Linked DNA regions of Ovis aries: region 2 is linked to region 1. Evidence: chromatin contacts called from public Hi-C data. All regions are on one chromosome and are shown on one strand. The core of a region is the stretch at or near the end of the contact, and the rest is flanking DNA. Distances in the headings are between cores, read along the strand shown.

Region 1 (4,658 bases), core at 1,714-4,213:
TGGAGAAGGAGATGGCAACTCACTCCAGTATTCCTGCCTGGAGAATCCCAGGGATGGAGGAGCCTGGTGGGCTGCCATCTATGGGGTCGCACAGAGTCAGACACGACTGGGGCGACTTAGCAGCAGCAGCAGCCCTTCTAAGAAGTTGCTGCCTTAGCTCCTGAGTTTTCATAGCTCTTTACATAGACCTCTCTTATGACACTGAACATTTCCTTTGTGTATTAAAGTTACTGGTATCAGTAACAACAAACATCCTTTATTATAAACTTAATGCATTGTTTTATATTGCTAATTCCATTTTATATTCCTAATTTATTTTATCCCCATTTTACGGGTTAAGAAACTGAAACATGAAGAGGTTAAATAATTTATGCAAGAATATGTACATGGTGGAGTCAGGGTTCAAATGAATAAAGCCAAGAGCCCATACTTCTAACCACTACTACACAAGACAGTATTGTGGTTAGACTGGGAGCTTCTGGGTGGAAAAATCTTTCTATGCTCCATCTTTGCACCTCCCAAAGTACCTAATGACATTCATTGCCCTTTAAAGATGCTCAGTAAAAAGAAGCACACATTTGGTCAAATATCACTTTCCTCTCATCAGAAGGTGGATGAATTAGTGACTGGTACATGGTGTTTAATGCAAACACTGAAATCTCATTTCCCCACTGTTCCTCTTCCCTGTTTCTCCTTCTCCTTTTCTTCCCACAGACTGTCGAGAAGGCAATATTGTCGGGAAGGGCAGAGGGGCTTCTTTCCACTCTAAGGAGAGTTTAGAAAGTCCCCACTTTCCTGGGGACTGGACACTCCTGAGTAACATGAAGGCAGCAGCCCTTTTTAGCTGGCAAATGCTCTACAGTTTGCAACCTCAGATCATTCCAGAGAATGAATCTTTTGAAATAAACACAGAGGAATGGGATCTTTTATTATCTCCAGATGGGACTATGCAGCCTTGGAAGCTGTAGAAATAGTTCTGTTATGCCTGGATCATGCTTCTCTTATCTTCCAAAAGGAAATAAAGTTCCTTTCACTGAGGAGTCGTAAATTGTGTTATTTAAAAAGTCAGCTTGGATTAAATTCTGAGGATTGACCCCCTCACTCCCACACCTAATCCATATTTTTCTGGTTTACATTTTATTTAAATTAACATCCCTCTCCTCCATTTAAAATAAGATATTAGGTTGAGTTGAAAATACACACACACAGGTAAAATTGTCATTTTTGAGTTGTTATCACAGATTTAGATGTTATTTTGTAAAACAAGAATGAAATCTGAAAGTGGAATGTCCTTTAGCGTATACTAGGAAGGGAATAGGTTAAAGCGTATCTGTAGTATTTTTATTTCTCATTCTGTTAGTGGTAGCCAGCAGGGCAGCTTCCACATAGAAGATGCCCAATAAGCATTTATCCAATGAACTGCATACTTAGAATTTGGGGTTACAAAATAGAAAATGTAATTTCAAAATTGATGATGCCACCTATTGGCAAAGATAAAATGTAAAACAACACTTTCATAATAAGTTACATCCTGTCTCCCAGTCATTTGTTATTTATCCCCACAGAGATTATAAGAATAATTGAGGAGCTGGAAGGAATAGCTTGCTTGGTCCATGCAGACATGAAGCCCACTTTAGCTGCTCTCCGTTGTTCAGTTGCTCAGTTGTGTCTGACTCTTTGCAACCCCATGGACTGCAGCATGCCAGGCTTCCCTGTCCTTTACCATCTCCTGGAGCTTGCTCTCTACTGGAGTTGCACTCTACTAGGTGCCTATTAAGTGCACAATAATTTGGAAGATGTTAGGGAAGTGAAGACGTAGCCCTATCTTCAAGGAGCATCTTATCTAGTTGGATAGAGAAGATCTATTTCTAGGGAGTAGTCAACAAATACAACACCAAACAATAAATAGCCTGACATTAAAATGCATGATGGGGAAACAGTGGAAACAGTGACAGACTTTATTTTGGGGGCTCCAAAATCACTGCAGATGGTGACTGCAGCCATGAAATTCAAAGACGCTTACTCCTTGGAAGGAAAGTTATGACCAACCTAGGTAGCATATTGAAAAGCAGGGATATTACTTTGTCAACAAAGGCCCATCTAGTCAAAGCTATGGTTTTTCCAGTGGTTATGTATGGATGTGAGAGTTGGACTATAAAGAAAGTATTGATGCTTTTGAACTGTGGTGTTAGAGAAGACTCTTGAGAGTCCCTTGGACAGCAAGGAGATCAAACCAGTCCATCCTAAAGGAAATCAGTCCTGAATATTCATTGGAAGGACTGGTGCTGAAGCTAAAACTCCAATAGTTTGGCCACCTGATGTGAAGAACTGACTTATTTGAAAAGACCCTGATGTTGGGAAAGATTAAAGGTGGGAGGAGAAGGGGACAACAGAGGATGAGATGGCTGGATGGCATCACCAACTCAGTGGATATGAGTTTGAGTAAACTTTGGGAGTTGGTGATGGACAGGGAGGCCTGATGTGCTGCAGTCCCTGGGGTCACAAAGAGTTGGACACGACTGAGCGACTGAACTGAGAACTCATGATGTTCATTCCATGTATGTGGCTATATTTTACTTATTACATACTGGCTGTGGCACCAGTAGTAAAGAACCCGCCTTCCAGTGCAGGAGATGTTAGAGACATGGGTTCGATCCCTGGGTCAGGAAGATCCTGGGGAGAACATGGCAACCCACTCCAGTATTCTTGCCTGGAGAATACCATGGACAGAGGAATCTGGAGGGCTACAATCCGTAAGTTTGTAAAGAGTTGGACATATCTGAAGCAACTTAGCACAGCATAGCACAAACATATTTTGGGTACTCACAGGGCAGGAATAAGTCTGTTTTGCTTACTACTTACCTCAGAACTAGCACTTCAATTAGAAGGCAATTGATAAACACTATTGAATAATTGAATAATTTAGTACTCATGTATCTTAGAGAATATTTTAAATCCTGACTGGCAAAACAGATCAGAAAACACATGTGAACACAGGAAGTCATATGGAGGAAGTGGGGTTTGAGTTCTGGAAACTCCCTCAAGGGATTTATAACCTAACACAGATGAAGCCATCAGTGCAGGGAGATCTCTTGTAAGCTTGGATTTGCGTTTAAACTGGAGATTTTTGTGGTTTGCTGTACCAACCCACACTTTTTCCTCAGTCAATGACTGAGTTTTTGCTCAATCCTGATGAAGTCCAAAAGCAAAAAAAAAAAAAAAAAATGAAGGCAGACAGTGGGTAGTTGAAAACTGCAAACATACATTTTACCCCTGATGTCTGTGGGCAGGTAATCTAGAAAGGTTTTTCCTTTCTCCCTTTCCCTACCCAGCTATGTGCTTCAAAGTATTCCTATAGCACTTGGCAACATGTATAAAGAATCTTAAAATGGCCGTATCTTTTGATCTAGTATTTCTTCTAAGAAAGTATGCTAAGGAAATAATCAGGAATGCGAGCAGTGCTTCCTGGTACAAAGGGAAATCATTCTATACTCAACATGGAAGCAGTCAAGTTTTGCTACAGATTTAAGATAATTCTCATACAATATTAAAAAGTATGGCACAAAATGTGTGCATGTAGGTTATCCCTGACTAGGAAAATTACAAGTTGTTTTGATTTTACTCTAGTGTAAGAAAGTCTTTGAAATTTAGTGGATGGAATTTAGCTCATCAATTCTGGTTACTTCTGCTTTCATTGTCTTTGACTAGACTATTTTCCAATTCAGTAGAGAAAGAGGGTTAACATGTAACATGAAAATGTTTCCTATCCATAGCTATATAAATGATTCCTATTAATACTATGTAAATAAATTTTGCTGGTAGATAATATGTGTGTGTTCAGTCTCTCAGCTGTGTTGACTCTTTGTGACCTTCATGGGGTGTAGCCGCCAGGCTTCTTTGTCCACAGTATTTTCCAAGCAAGAATACTGGCGTGGGTCACCATTTTCTACTTCAGGGGATCTTCCCAACTCATGGACCAAACCCGTGTCTCATGTGTCTCCTGCATTGGCAAGCAGATTCCTTACCACTAGCACCACCTGGGAAGCCCATATAAACTTGTGTCCATCGGCAGACGAATGGATAAGAAAGCTGTGATACATATATGCAATGGAATATTATTCAGCCATTAAAAAGAATGCATTTTAATCAGTTTTAATGAGGTGGATGAAACTGGAGCCTGTTATACACAGTAAAGTAAGTCAGAAAGAAAAACACCAATACAGTATATTAATGTATATATATGGAATTTAGAAAGATGGTAATGATGATCCTATATGCAAGACAGCAGAAGAGACACAGATGTAAAGAACAGACTCTTGGATTCTGTGGGAGAAGGCAAAGTGTGGGATGATTTGAGGGTATAACATTGAAACACGTATATTATCATATGTGAAACAGATCGACAGTCCAGGTTTGATGCATGAGACAGGGTGCTCAGAGCTGGTGCACTGGGATGACCCAGAGGCATGGGATGGGGAGGGAGGTGGGAGGGGGGTTCAGGGTGGGGAACACGTGTACACCCATGGCTGATTCATGTCAATGTACGGCAAAGCCACTACAATATTGTAAAGTAATTAGCCTCCAATTAAAATAAATAATTTAAAAATCTCTGTAAATCAAATTCATTTGAACTGTCTATAATATCTTACTGTTTCTTC
Region 2 (4,112 bases), core at 462-2,961, 50 kb before region 1:
TAGGTTACACATTTCCTTGAACTAAATATTTTTCCAAAAAACGCATTCACACGCACAAATTGGAAATAAAACTATCTACTCCTTTAAAAAGTCCCTACAAAATATACACAGAAACTTGTTCCCACATTTGCGACATTTACAGAACTTGTTAGCGAAGTTTTATGAGACACAGCTGTCCCACCCTCTGCCCTCTCAAAAGCAACATACTAGGAAAGCAATTGAGGCAAATTCTCAAACAGAAAAGGAAAACTACATAAAGCACCCAAAAGAGAAACAATGTATGAAAGCGCAACATTTAGTAACAGCCTAAAAACAACAGAAATGCTAATCTACACTCGAAATTCTTACCCTTGACAGCAGAGAACAGAATATCCTGCCTTACACATTTTGGAATTGCAATTCCGAAACGCTAAATCCAAAGACAAAGCCGCCCTAGGGAAAATAACAATTGCGCAACAGATCAACAGCTCCAACTTGTCCCTTGGCCCCGGCGCGGCAAGGTTTGCACGCTACAAAGCAGGAAAGGGCCCACTGAGGGCCGCCGTGACAGCCAACCGGCCACTGTCACGGCGCCGGGACGACGCTCGCGGCGTGCGCCACCGGGAAGCACAGCGCCGGGATCGAGAAGCCCCGGGGAGCTGGGGTGGGGTGGGGGGCGAAGGCCCGTCGGACTTCAGAGTCCACCGCCCCACCCGCCCTTGCCGGCGTATTGCTAGGGGCCGACTCAGAGTTCTAAGAGCCCGAACCCTTCCCTCGGGGCGAGGCGGCGCGCAGGGCAGGGTTCGATCGCCGTACGTCGGGGAAACCGAGTGCGCTGGGCGCTTGGTGACCTCCTCCTGCCCCCACCCTGGGAGCTGGGCATTTTCGCCAAGCGGCCTCAGGGCGATCGCAAGGCTGGAGTGATTGATCACTCTGCCTAAGAGAACCCTCAGCAGGGTAAGAGCGCCGCGGCTCGCGCCCGCGGAGGTCTTGAGCAGAGGAGCAGCGGCAGAGGAGGGGTTCCGGGTCCCAGCCCGGAGACCTCAGTTCCCCCGAGAGTGGCCCCGTGACTAGGCACATTTTTGCCGGCTCCGAGGCGGGGGAGCCGCGCAGCCCCGGAAGGGCCGGGCCGCGCCGGCTCAGACCGCCAGTGTCCGCCCTCTCCTACCCGGTTGCCTCCCGGCCGCTCAAACTCGGAGAGGGGGCCGGCCGCGGCTCCAGCATCTCGGCTCCGGCGACCGGGGACGCGGTTAGAGACGCACTTCGCCCCCACGCGCGCTGGCGTAGCCCCCCAACCCCAACCCTACCGCCCTCGGGGGCTGCGGGCGCGTTGTCAGTCACACCATTCCCCGCGCCCCCATACCCCTCGCAGCCCTTGGGGTCGCCACTCCCCTCCCCCGGCCCCAGCTCAAGCGCGGCGGCTCTGGTGTGTGCGCGGCAGCTGCAGTCCGCTCCGGCCACAGACGGGGAAAGAGGCCGATGCGGCTGTCCCTCCCGGGCCGCGGCTCCCTCGCGCCCCTGCTCCCGTCCTGGCACCACCTGCTGGGACGGCAGTCCCGGCGGGGGCAGCTCCAAGTCCATCATGCTGAGCTGGGGACGGTGCTTTGAGGCTCCCCGACGGCGGCCCTGTTCCGGCTGCCGAGGCTTGGAGCGGACACGGCGGTACTGGTGGCGGCGGCGGCTCCTGGGGGATCCTAGGAACTCGCTTCTCCCTGACTTGGCCGGAGTCGCCGATCGGGCTCTTGTCCCGCTCCGCCTCCCGCCCCGCGAGGGCGGGGCGAGAGCCCAAGGCCCTTCCTTCCCCAGCCAGCCGCCCGGGCCGACCTTCCGAAAATCCCCCACCCTCGCCGGGCTGACGCAAGAAGCTGGCCGTCCTGGGGCGGGAAAGAGTTGCGGGCGGGGGTCTCAGGGGCGGCTGCGGGCAGGCAGAGTGCCGGAGGAAGGCCCCCGAAGCTCGCCTGCCTCCGCTGTCAGTTTGCCCTTCTAGCGAATACGGCCATCGCTCCCCGCCCGTGGGATTGAGTTGTTTGCCGAAGGTCGCTGGGGTTCGGGTGCTTTGAAACAGTTTAAACAGTTGAAACAAACATGCTTGGAGACTCGGCAAAGGCGATGGTATCGGAGCTGCGCCTCCCTGCTTTGGATTTGCAGAACCTTGCCCGGCTTTCTCTCTCCCCACCGCCCGAGAGTGGCGCCAGCCCGGGGGGTGGGGGCCGGAAGCCGGGACCTGGGCCCAGCTCACGGCGAGCTGCCCTCTCGCTCCGGCTCAGCCAGTGAGACTGGCCCGGGGGAAGAGTGGACCGCGCGGGGAGCTCGTGCTCGGTCACCCTGATCGCCCTCCACTTACTCCCACGCCTTGCACTCTGGCCAGGCTTCAGTCCCCGAGGGCGAATGGAGAAGTCTCTTTGGATCGGAGAGTGGTCGAGCTTGCCCATCCGGAGCATTCTCTTCCCACCAGAGTGCACACGCCACACCATAGATGGCGATTTTTAACCCTGTTCGATATTACAAACGTGTCATAACCTCTAGAAGTTTTCACGTACTCAAGATACGATTTTAAAAACAAAAACGCAAAAAACAAGTTATAAAACTGTGTAGTATGGACCCGTTCTGTGAAAGCATGTACCTAGAAAAAAAAAAGTTCTTCAAAATATTACTAGTAATATTAATAGTTGCAGGACCTTGAATGATTTTTATCTCTTTGTTACTTTAAGTATGTTTTAAATCTACGATAAATGTGTATTATTCACTGCACCTTAAAAACAATTATTTAAAAAGTAGTCAGTGCCCAGAGCAAACTTCAAGTACTTGAAAACAGGAATATTGTGAAATCTTATGATTTAAAAAAGAATAGAGAAATGGTTTAGTTTTGTTTTCTCTTATGCAACAGCACTCTTTCTAGCTCTTTAACAAGCCTGATTTTCAGTTTATCACTTCTTCGAATTATGCAAAACCAGGTGGAGTAGACAGTGTCTGGCACTGGTTTTACTATTTCATTCAAAAACCTGACGCCAAAAAAAGAAAAAGAAAACCATAAAAGCCTGACTACAGCAGACCAACGCCCCCAAAGCTGCAAAGAACTTACTTTCTCTTGGTTGCGTAATTTGACCCTCCCAGGACTTACCTGTTGATTTATATGTTGGAATATTTCTTAAGGTAAGTGAAGCCTAAATTAATTGCCTGTAATTGAAGTAAGTTTCTTCAATTTGAATTAAACTTTCAGCTGTTAAGTGAGAAGGCTGCAAAATGATCTGCACACTAACAACAAGCTCAGGAGAAGTGATTTACAGTGAACCTGACATGGAATATGCAGAGACATTATGAAATGACATTTCTGTGTCAAAGAATGGCACCAGAGTATATTGCTAACAATTCAAGTTACTTATTAAAATTAGTACATGGAGAAGGTAGACAGAGAGCACAGGAGGCAGGCAATAACAAAGTCATATACGACATGATGGCTGCCCTCCAGCGGCTTATAAAATTTGGTATTTCCTTGTTGGGCAACAAATTTCCGTTGAGTTTAGACTGAATAAAATAAACTTTACTTTTGCAAAACTGCAATTACTGGGAGTATATTATTTCAGGCACCTGCAGAGTACATATTTTCAAAGGGAGGAGGACAATACAATAAGAGTCTGAACATGTTTAAGAAAAATTAAGGAAACAGCTAAAAAAAAGCTGTTTGGCATTAAATGGGGATTCAGCACAAGAGGAGGAAACCCCAGTCTCAGACCACCCACATCAAGGAGGTTGCTGGTCTTTGCAGAACTCTGATCCAAGATCATATCCATGTGAGAAACGAGGCCTTGCCCTCTAAACTTGAATGCAGTGCCATGAAGGCACAGATACTGTGCACTGAGAAGTTCCAGGATGCTGGGTTTTCTCTCCTGTCCTGTTGCCATGGGAGTTATTTTACTGACAGGCTCTCCTTGCTATTTTATTTTCCCACTCAATTGGCTTCACATGCTACTAACCTGTGTATGTTTCTGTTTATATCTGAGTTCTTTGCCATCCTTAGAAAGAGAACCCTCCGGGTACGCTTGAGATGCGTGACCAAGTTGTAATACTTAGTTCCAGAACTGTCGTAAAAAACAAGCATCGTCAGGTAAACCTTCCAAGCATGCAAAGTTTGG

The links. Hi-C and Micro-C count contacts between places; a contact is called where the count stands out from the background.
Region 2: a contact with region 1 is called in a Hi-C map of skin fibroblasts, with 2.7 times the contacts expected there. The contact joins the promoter of NFE2L2 here to the enhancer-like site in region 1. A contact is called at or near these places in 4 of 16 Hi-C or Micro-C datasets (liver, skin fibroblasts and tail adipose tissue).

Annotation. Positions count from the first base shown.
Region 1 is chr2:132,801,541-132,806,198 of ARS-UI_Ramb_v3.0, reverse strand. The region is part of intron 3 of LOC121818696; the gene reads right to left. Among named protein-coding and RNA genes, the nearest start is that of NFE2L2, 49 kb to the left of the region's middle. Within about 2 kb of position 2,963, at least 3 of the 54 cell types and tissues checked have an H3K27ac peak or open chromatin away from gene starts, as enhancers often do.
Region 2 is chr2:132,850,835-132,854,946 of ARS-UI_Ramb_v3.0, reverse strand. It overlaps NFE2L2 (NFE2 like bZIP transcription factor 2), which reads right to left and starts at 1,711. Exons shown (of 5, transcript XM_015093345.4): 1 at 1,519-1,711. The coding sequence starts at 1,563. It overlaps LOC132659203 (a long non-coding RNA gene), which reads right to left and starts at 1,033. Exons shown (of 3, transcript XR_009599321.1): 1 at 796-1,033. It also overlaps the pseudogene LOC132659200.